2 separate regions of the Mus musculus genome follow, and region 1 is linked to region 2. The links are chromatin contacts, called in public promoter capture Hi-C maps. All regions are on one chromosome and are shown on one strand. The core of a region is the stretch at or near the end of the contact, and the rest is flanking DNA. Distances in the headings are between cores, read along the strand shown. Region 1 holds the start of Laptm5 (lysosomal-associated protein transmembrane 5). Region 2 holds the start of Ptp4a2 (protein tyrosine phosphatase 4a2).

The links. Promoter capture Hi-C pulls out the DNA fragments that hold promoters and counts their contacts.
Region 1: a promoter capture Hi-C map of pre-B cells shows a contact between it and region 2, with 3 times the contacts expected there. The contact joins the promoter of Laptm5 here to the promoter of Ptp4a2 in region 2. A contact is called at or near these places in 2 of 39 promoter capture datasets (the C10 cell line and pre-B cells) and 1 of 484 Hi-C or Micro-C datasets (the G1E-ER4 cell line).

The regions. Positions count from the first base shown.
Region 1 is chr4:130,911,179-130,916,499 of GRCm38.p6, reverse strand. It overlaps Laptm5 (lysosomal-associated protein transmembrane 5), which reads right to left and starts at 3,184. Exons shown (of 8, transcript NM_010686.4): 1 at 3,066-3,184. The coding sequence starts at 3,152. Gm38599 (a long non-coding RNA gene) reads left to right here and starts at 2,608. Exons shown (of 5, transcript XR_001784452.2): 1 at 2,608-2,725.
Region 2 is chr4:129,817,111-129,822,193 of GRCm38.p6, reverse strand. Ptp4a2 (protein tyrosine phosphatase 4a2) reads right to left here and starts at 1,715. Exons shown (of 6, transcript NM_008974.4): 1 at 1,593-1,715.

The sequences.
Region 1 (5,321 bases), core at 1,935-4,434, 1.1 Mb before region 2:
GAAACACAGACCTGGGGAGGCTGAAGCAGGAGAGTGAGTTCTAAGCCGGCTTGGGCTGCATAGCAAGACCTGGCCTCAAAGACATGAAAGAAAAGAAGGCAAATTCAGAAAAGTGAGGGGAAAATAGACCTTTTACAGTTCCCGGCTAGTGACTGCCCATTCATCCCCACTCTCTCTGGTGGTAGCTTGCCCCTTCCACCTAAGAGTCTGTGTAGATTTCTCTGGTCACCGCAAGTACCAGCCCCACCCCACCCCCACCCCAATATCAGGAAGAGAAGCAGGAACCCAGCAAGAGAGAGCCCAGGAATTTCTCTACTAAAAGACCGGCCAGTGCCCCCTCTCCCTTCCTGCCACCAACTTAGGACACAAGGAAGAACTCAGAGGCCATCCAGGGACCCTGCTCTCATTCCCCTGTGCCCAAGGCAAGCCGGGGGCCTGGAGCATCCGAGCACAAACCCGTTGGCCAGGTAGGATCTTCCTGTAACTGCACCCTACAGTTCCACAAAGCGTGGCCCCATCTCGGTCGTCAATGGCCCAATTTAATCCTCCCCACAGGGACCAAGTGCACAAATAGCTCTCAACGTACAGAGAAGTCACCCATGGCTGGCTCCAGATGACGGCAGCATGAGTGACTGGTACATCTGGTGGTGGCTTCTCTTTTTTCTACCAGATGTTTGACGTCCTGTTGGCACACCTGGCACCCACCTGCTGTGCCAAAGGAAAGCCCCCCTCCAACCCCCAGCCCTTTTCCTGATGGAAGTGGAAAAGCGCCTCTGGCCAAGGAGGTAGGAAGATCATCTGTGTGTTCTAACCCAGTCCCTGGGATGGGTATCTGACTTTCAGGCTTCTCTGCTCTTTCTTATACCCCTACCCCGCGGCTCTACAACATTCCATGGCTCTGAATGACTCACATACCACGCAGTGGTTTTGCAGACTGCACAATCATGGCTCAAAGTCTAGGGACCTGGAACGGTGGCTAGGAGGTGACCTTCTTAACACAATGCAAAGAATGACCAAGCCCCAAATAACACTGGAGCACCAGAGGAAAGGCTCAAAGGCTCAACTTCACACAAAGTCACTTCCTCCCCCCACCAACTGTCTCAGTAGGGTCCGGAACCTGGCATACCTCGGGCACACCAGCTCCTCATCCACACTCCCCCTCCCACACTACAGTATCCCCACCTGTGACACTCACTCCAGGAAGCCTTCCCTGATCGCTTGACCCACAGTGTCCTGATCTTTATGGAAACGGGACATCACTCATGCACCCACAGCTGAGGTGCTTAGACCGCATGAATAAAAAGAAAACCCAATGGTTGCACGATGCAGCCTGCCAGGTTTATTTACTTTTTAATATGTTTATGCTCTTCTGAGATGCCAGCCAATCAGACAGGAAACATTTCTCTGCAAGACAGGAGCAGAGCCACCAGAGCAGATGGAGCAAGGGTTCCAGCGACCGCAAGCCCCTCCACCCCACTGAAGCCACTTAGTGACCCACCCCCACCTCCAGCATACTGCAAACGTCTAAGTTCAAAGATCCCATCCACAGCCCCTGGTCTCCACTTTAGATAGGGAAGCAAGCCCCAAGCCGGGTTTTCCCAGGAGCTCAAACAGCTGGCTCTGGCAGAGCTGGCATAAGGACCCTTGTCACGTCCTTCCCAGAATGGTGTGCTATCTCAGCAATGACAATCTGAAAGAATTGATGCCGAGACAGAGTGCCACCGCCCCTCTCAGCTCCTGTGCTGGCTGAGGCTGTACAGGACAGACTCTGAGTCTCCCCATCCCCCATGCCAGGCCCTAGAACAGTGGTTCTCAACCTATGGGTTGAGACCTTTTTGACAACTCTTTATCTAAAAATATATTTACATTATGATTCATAACAGTAGTAAAATTATGGTTATGAAGTAGCAATGAAAATAATGTTACGGTTGGGGAGGGTGGGGTCACCACAACGTGAGGGACCGTATTTAAGAGTCGCAACATTAGGAAGGTTGAGAACCCCTGCTTTCGGTGGACAGGTGGGTCAAGACACACTCATGGAAAGGCAGGGGACCATGTTGCACATGTCCCTCATGCTTTATAGATATCAACTTCACCCACACAGCCACCCAACACACAGCTCTTATCATCCTCATCTTCTGTTTTGATCTAAAGAAACAGGCTCAGAGAGGTTCAACAAGTCATGTGAGACTGCACAGCAAAGGCTGGGAATGGGGGAGGGGGGCAGGGAGGTGCACACAAGAGCTTCAGGACAGAACTGGTTTGTACCACTGCCTGGTGCCACACGGCCTGTGGCCGGAAGCAGATGTCACCAGGCTCTGCGCAGCAGCCTACGGATTTAGGTTGATTTTGAGGAAGCTCTTCCAGGCCCAGGAGAGCTGTTAGCCACAGGTTCTGTCTGAGTCACTGAAGCCAAGAAATGTTTGGGCCTCAGAGAGCTAAGTGTGGCCAGGGGCAGGGGGTGAGGGGTAAATCCCAGCAGAAGAGAACAGAGACTCCAACTTTAGGCCACTCCAAAGGGAGAGCCTTATCCCTGGTCACTAAGACTGGACCTGGGGTCACACTGTGACAATGACAGCCACTGTGACATGCTGGCTGCCCCCCACCACCCCCAAGCAGTTCCCCAGCCACAAAGCTTAAGCCATCCTTGAAGGGAGAAGGTGGCAGCTTGACTGAGCTGTGAGCTGAGAGGAAGCAGTCGCTGGTTCCCAGTAGAAGTCCAAAGGTAAACCCAGACCCCAGACTAGGAAAGGGCCCAGAAAGCCCTACACCCGGGCCTGTGTGGAGCTTGGCATCCTGGAACAATCCCAACCTGCACTCCTCCCCGTTGCCAGCCTGCCTTTCTCTTTGCACAGCCACAACCAAAAGGGCACTATTCTGTTCAACTCCACAGGGAACTACTAAGGCCCAGAGTAGCACAGGGCTTGTCCAGGGTCCCACAGACAAGTAATAGGTAGCAATCCCCCAGTTGGAAGGTCTCAGTGTGTCCTCACGCACACACACACACACACACACACACACACACACACACACACACCAAACACCCCAGACTCCCCAATACTCACTATGTGGTAAATGGCCAGGGCTATGGTGGCGACTCGGATGTTGAAACAACAGCATGTCTGTCTGACCGGCGCTGCACGGGAGGCCATGGTGCGCAGTCCCCTCTTCGGAGGCTCTGAGTAAGGAGTCTTGGGCCCACAGCAGAACAAAAAAGAGGAAGCCACAGGCTGCCTGCCTCACTTCCGCCTTGCCCTCAGACGGTAGGGGCCAGGTCTGTAAGTCTGGGTTGTAGCAGCTGCAGGGGAGGGAAGGGGGGGGGGGGTCACAGGGAGCCCGACTGAGGCATCTACCACTCCCAGGGGCTCCAATGCTTCACCAGGGCTGGGCTCCGCATTTATATGCACTCTGCTTCCTGGATGCTGAACACCGCCCTAGAAGCCCTTTTCTAGAAAAAGAATCCGATATGGAAATCTGTCCCTAATCAAACAGTAGTTCTAATGGAAGGATTCAAACTCAAATGTGTCTGGTTGTAAAAACAGTAGCTGTCAGTAAACTGCTCCTTCGAGATCCTGTGAAGCTTAGCTCCTTACCTGGGCTGTTCCAGGGAGGGACTGTTGGTTTGGTTTGGTTTGGTTTGGTTTGGTTTGGTCTGGTCTGATTTGGTTTGGTTTGCGGGGGGAGGGGGGGGGCAGGGTTTCTTTGTAGAGCCCTGGCTGTCCTGGAACTCACTCTGTAGAGCAGGCTGGCCTCAAACTTATAGAGATCTGCCTGCTTCTCCCTACCAAGTGTTGGGATTAAAGGCGAATACTGTCACTTCCCAGGAGGAGGTGCTATTCTTATCCCCATTGCACAGATGAAAAAACTGAGGCACAGGATGAAGCCATTTCTCCCTTGCAGTCACCAAGATAGTCTAAAAAGGAGTGGGAACTGGAACGGAGGCCAACTGCCTCTAGAGTAGTAATTCTCAACCTGTGGATCATAACCTGTCCAGGGGTCGGCCGACCCTTTCATGGGAGTCACATATCAGATATTCTGGATATCAGATATTTACATTACAACTCATAGCAGAAGTAAAATTACAGTTATGAGGTAGCAACAAAACATAATTTTATGGGTGGGGATCACCACAGCATGAGGAACTAACTGTGTTAAAGGACCACAGCACCAGGAAGGTTGAGAACCGCTGCCCTAGAGGCCCTCCCTGAAGCTGGGCTTCTCACACATCTCCATCTCCTCCTCACTCTGGGCTCTGAAGAATTGTCACATGGGAAGCCATAGGCATGAGTGTGTACCAGGCCCCTGTAATAGGCTCTTTCTCTTGTGGTCTGTAACCCCTGGAGGAGATCTGGGAGACCCCTGGCCGAACCCGCTTTGCAGGGTCCCTCGAGACAGAAACCTGGGATTGTGCGTTCTTCCCCACTCTCTAAGAAACGTTGGAATTAGTAAGTTTGAGACTCTTCCCTGACTTAAGACTCTTCCCTGATGTCTCAGGGGATAAATGACCCACGCTGCAATAAAGGAAGGGACAAGAAGCCCTTGCTCAGACCTGTGGGAAGCCCCAAGCAGGTGTCCTGTGACACTGTGGAGTTTGGATTGGACACCACAGCATTTTTTGCCCCAGGAGAGATTAGAAACGGCCCCCAGCATACTCATCTTGAAAAGAGTTGTCCTGTCAGGGCAACAAAATCAGGCAGGTTGAGCACTGGGGGGATAGCTTAATCGATAGAGTATTTGCCAAGCAAGCTTGAGGACCTGAGGTCCTGAGTTCAGGTTCCCAGCACACGTGTGCTGGCTTGGTAAGGTGGCCCATCTGCAATCCGGTAGGTGAACTCCGGGTTGAGTGAGAGAACCTGTCTCCAAAACTAATATGGAGAGCCATTGAGAAAGACACTCAGAGTCAACACCTGGCTTACACACACACACACACACACACACACACACACACACACACACAAGCTCCTGGCAGACCTGGTCATCCCTTCAATACTTCATTTGAAAGTCACTTTCTTCTTCAAAAGTCTTGCTGAGCCCTGACATAAAAGGACTCGTAGCCTGGGTTCGAATCCTGACAACTTCCAGCTGGGTAAGGAGAGCAGCAGAGGGACCAGGGTGGATGCCCTGGAGTAGAACTGAGCACTTCTGGGAAACCCCAAGGCCCCTGGGATCTGATGGCTGGAAAGGTGATGGACAGACACAAATCATGACAGACAGCCTGCGGTAATACTACCGTGGTCTGGAGAGCCAGGTGCAGAGCCGGTTCCGAGGAGAGGGATAAGGCATACCTACCCTGTGTGACATCAGTTTAAACAATCTGCAGA
Region 2 (5,083 bases), core at 466-2,965:
ATTCCCAACATTTTTTTGTAGTAGTGTCACTAGGAATTAAACTGAGTTCTTCTTTGTACGAGGCAGTGCTCTACGGCAGAGCTATCCTCAGATCCCTTTTACTATTTTGAACACCCCCCCTCCTTTTTTTTTTTTTTTTTACTATTTTGAGATTTAGGCCTCACAAAGTTTCACAAACTGCCCCTGAAACCTTCCATCCTCTGGCCTCTGATGCCCGAGGAGCTGAGATCACAGACCTCTGCCACCAGGCTCAGTTTTACTCACTTATTTCCAATTACCTTCTATGATTACATCATTAAACAGAAAATCTTTATCAACAGTTCATCTCAAATCCCCAACTCAGCCTACTTATATACCTATACCTTTAACACTTGGGAGAGACTTGAGGCAGGAAGATCAGAGTTCAAAGCCAACCTGTTATGAAGCATTTGAGATGATACCAAATCAAGAACCTATTTGGAACTTCTAAAAGTCCAATAAAACAAATGAAACAAAAGAACTTCTTCTGCATCCCCCATAGAAAAAGTCCATTAACAATTCTTTCCGATCATCCGATCCAAAACTAAGAGTGTCAGGATCAAAAAACGAAGCTCTGATAATGTGAGTTCTTCTATAGTCTTAGTTTCCTCTTGCACACTAACAAGGCTCAACTTCTCTCACTTCCTGTCTGAAACAGCTCAGTAACACAGAGCGGGGAAGCAAGTAAATACCATATACTAATCCAGCAATAGCGACTCCAAACTGAAACATTTGCTGAATGCCTACAATGACGCTAGATTAGTCACTTTATACTTCGTGACAAATCCAAGGGCAGAAACTAAACTATGGCACTTTATCGATATTTATGACCGTTTCTTAGGCGCTTTTCTGCAGAAGGATACGAGAGAGTCACAGATAAAAGATACCGCGGCTTACCTCATTAAATAGCCTTGACCTCAACACTGAGCATTTGCCAAAAAAAAAAAAGTTTACGCTTCCGAATACTTTACCGGCTAAAACTCAGACTCCGGGACAAGAGTCAAGCTTGGATGGTTAGCGCTGGGAAATGGGGGTGGGGAGGATGGCAAAGACATCTCTGGAAATTCATAAATTTACAATACATTTTTACGAAAAGGGGAAAGAACGCCAGAGATCAGCGTCACGGGAGACTCAGACCCTTTTCTCTTACTTGACTGCAACTCAGGGATCCCACGCTTGAGTGAATTAAGTCCCTGGACGCGAAGGGTTCCCTATCAACACAAAGACCAAGGGGCCTCCAGGATGCCTGTGCTCACGCGCCGGACAAACGCAGGCGCACCCCTGCACACCACCTAGTCCGCCACGCTCCTCCTCGTCCCCACTCGCTCTCACCACACCTTCGCCCCCACAAGGACACATGCTGCCCGCACACGCACCTTCTCCCGCATTCTTCTACGCTCTCTCGCTCTCTCGCTCGCTCACCCCACCTCGAGCCGCGCTCCCCGCCCCTGGCCCGGCCCGGCCCTCCTTCCGGGGACGTGTCTCGGGCCTGCTCTAATGGCAGCGGCGCCTCCCGCCCTCCCCTGCCCGAGGCCCGGGCGCCGCGCGGGGCCGCCCGGGAGGGGCGCACTCACGCTGGCAAGCTGGGGACTGGGCATTGAAGGCCGGCGGAGGCGGGAGCGAGGAGGCGCCTCTCTCCTCAGTCACCTCGGCGGCGGCGGCGGCGGCGGGAGCGGCGGCGGCGGCGGCGACGACTCCCCCCCAGCCTCGGCGCGCGACACCCGGCCCGGCCCGGCGGCGGCGGCGGCGGCGCGTGTCCACGAGTCCGTCTTGCTGCTGCTACTGTTGCTGCCGCGACCGCCGCTGTGTTCCCCCCCCGCTGCCGCCGCTGCCCCCGCTACCGCCGCTGCCCGCTGGCGTCGCCTCGCGCCGTGCCCGGCCGCTGCTGCCGCTCCAGCCGCTCCCGGACGAACGACGGTTACAGCCCGGCCGATCGCGCCGCCGCCACCACCGCTGCGCGCGCAGCCGGACCAGCTCCCGCCGCCGCCCCTCAGGGGGCGCTGCGGGGCGCGGCGCGCGCGGCGCAGCCACGCCCTCGGAACCGATGATTGGCTGCCGGCGGCTCGCGGCGGTTGGCCCCACCCACTCTGCCTACAGAGCTTTGACCCACTGCCCTGGGCGCCTCCCGCGCTCCGCCTCCGCGTGGCTTGCTGCGCTCGGCACTGGGGGCGACGGAAGGCGTATACATGTGACCGGCGCGGGGTGGGGGTAGCGGGGTGACGAACGTGGCTGAGGGAAGCGCCCGCCCACTCTGCGACTCGCCCATCCGCACCTGGGTCTAAGTTAGCGCCTCTGGCCACCCAGTGACCCGCAAGGTCGCGGGCGGATTCCGGATCCCGGGAGGCGCCTCGAGCCAGATCCCGCTGGGTCTGGGACTGGGACTGGGCGGCAACCGGGGCCTGAGCTCGGGGATTTCCAGCTCAGAAGTGGGGAACCGAGTACCTTATACTTGGCTGTCCTTCCTGGAGGCCTCGAACATCTCTGCGAAGTCTCTCTGCCCTGCTCCCCAGACCTCTATCGGGCAAGCAACACACAGACTCTTTAGATACGGAAATGCAGAATTAAGGAAAAAGTTTTTTCCTAGGTATTCTCAACTATTAAGCGGAATACTGTCTTCACAGCACAGATACTCTTCAATACTTAAATAAAGTATGAAGAATGGGCGTGATTAAAAAAAAAAGTCTGGCGGTGGTGGCCTATGCCTTTAAACCCAGTTCAAGGCCAGCCTGGTCTACAGAAAGAAAGCACCTCTAGAATTGGAACTGGGAATAGAACTCTGGGAAAAGCTTGCCTTGCATGTGAGGCCCTAAATTCAACTCTTGGGAGCCTCAAAAAAAAAAAAAAGTTTGAGTTGGATTTTAACAGTTTTGAAGATTATCTTAGAGATTCTCTAATGGAAGGAGGTTTTTTGTGTTGTGTTGTTTTGTTTTGTTTTTGTTTGCCTTTTGCTTTTGAAACCTGGCCAGAAGTTATAAGCCAGTTCATGCATCTTGATTTCTTGTTTGGAAAATGTGGTTACCCGGTGAGTTGGGAGGCTGGTTTGGGCTATTGCCAAGTGGAACAGGAAAAGGCTCTGGAGGCTGGCCTGAGAAGTGGGTTAGATTTCCCCAAGATGGGAGTGGGCAGAAAAGTGTATACTCACTATCCCGCACGGAACCCTCGCCCACCCAGGATTGACACTTACAAGGAAATGAGAATGCCCCTGGAGCTATCGCTCCCCAGTGTGTTCATCCTGCCCTTGCCCTGTGAGGAAATGCAGTGGTCAGTGGTCATTAGCCCTTTCCCACGAGGCAGTCCTGGAGCATCGCTCCTCACCAGAAGCTGCCCTTTAGAACTTAGTTTTAAAAAGAAAGATCTAATGACTCAGCCTCCTACAGCCACAGCGCAGAACTCAGGAGGATGGGGTATTTTAGGGCAAGTCTGTGTGGCCTTGCTGTGTGGGAGTTAAAAGGCCTTGAGGAGCAAGAGAGTCTAGAGATTAGAATCAAGGCCCCTGGCAGAGGGTGTGAAGGCTGCGCAAGGGTTGCCTGCATTATTCTCCCAGCCTTTCTTCAGGCAGCGTCTCTCCAAGGACAGACTGGAGAGGAAGAACTAACCACCCAGCAGAACTTTGGCTGCATTTCCTGGTTATGGATGCTTCATTTATGGCTTCAAAACACCTTATTATGCACATCCTACCATAGTATGTACAACATGCTATAAATGCCTGTTTTCATGATTCTCCTCTGCAGGACCGGTCTACTAGGGCAAATGAGTAGATAGCTGAAGGAATGAATTTCCCACCGCCTGGCTCTCAGCCGGGCCCTAAAATATCAGTAAGTAACATAACATGAGGATAACAGCAACACCTACACTAATGGCCATTTTTAAAAGCACCTACTCTATTCCAAGCTCTGGGCAAGGTGCTTTTAAATAAATTACCAGACTTATGTTTCTAAATAACCCTGTGAAGAAGGTATTATTAACTCATTTTAAAAGAGAATAGAGGCTTAGAGAAATGAAACGTCAGAGGCAGAACTTGGCCCGGGTTTGTCTGCCTCTGGGGCCCAGATAATCGTGTTAGTCTCTGACTTCCGTCACTAATTGGTGTCCCGCAGAGTGCGCTGGAAAGCCTACCGAGACCTCGGGCGCCCACCTATACGAGACCACAGGGTCACCATCACTGCGCCTTACCCGTAGGCCAGTGAAGAGGTATACAAGCCTCTCAAACCTAGTTTTTCCAGAGAAGGTTACAAGGCAGTTTTACTTCCTCCCCACCATAAACAGAGCGGGAACCGGGCTGCGGGTGCCTTATTAAACCCAAACCACCTTGGCAGTGAGCTTCACACATAAGTACCCTGAGTTTATCCAGGGCCATTGCTGAAGCACTCCAAGTGCCATTAGCTTATTAATCCTCCCAGCCCCCATGTGAGGCTAAAGCTGGCGGTATTCCTGGCTCATTTTCCAGTGCATGATCTCCTTGGAAGCAGACGCTGTGTGGGCCTGCCATACACAGCAGTACTAAAGAAGAAATGGGGGGTATGGCAGAGAAACTGCGGTGCTAGGGTTGGGACACAGCCCAGGTCCCTGGTTCCCATTCTGTGAGTTTATGCTCTCTTACTTGGCCTCTTTGTGTGGCCATAAAGTTGCTATGTAACCTTGTGTCCTAATTAGAGTTTTTTGTTTTATGTTTTGTTTTGTTTTTTTTTTTTCCTTTTCAACTTGGAACAAGCCAGAGTCATTTGGGAAGAGAGAGCTTTAGTTGAGAAGATGCTACCTGTAATGCAAGTCTGTAGGGCAGTTTCTTCATTAATGATTGATGTGGGAGGGCCTGGACCACTATGAGTGGCGCCAACCCCTGGACTGATGGTCCTAGGATATGTAAGATAACATGTTGAGCAAGCCACGAGGAGCAACAAAAGGGATCAATATGGGTTCAGGACACCCCAAGACCAAGTTCTCAGCACATAGAAGATTCACTTGCCCCAGGGAGACAAGGGTCGGGGAATAGAGACGAAGACAGGAGATAGAGGATGAACGTGTATTTGTGTGTGTGTGGTGTCAGGGAACACGGGATATGAGACAA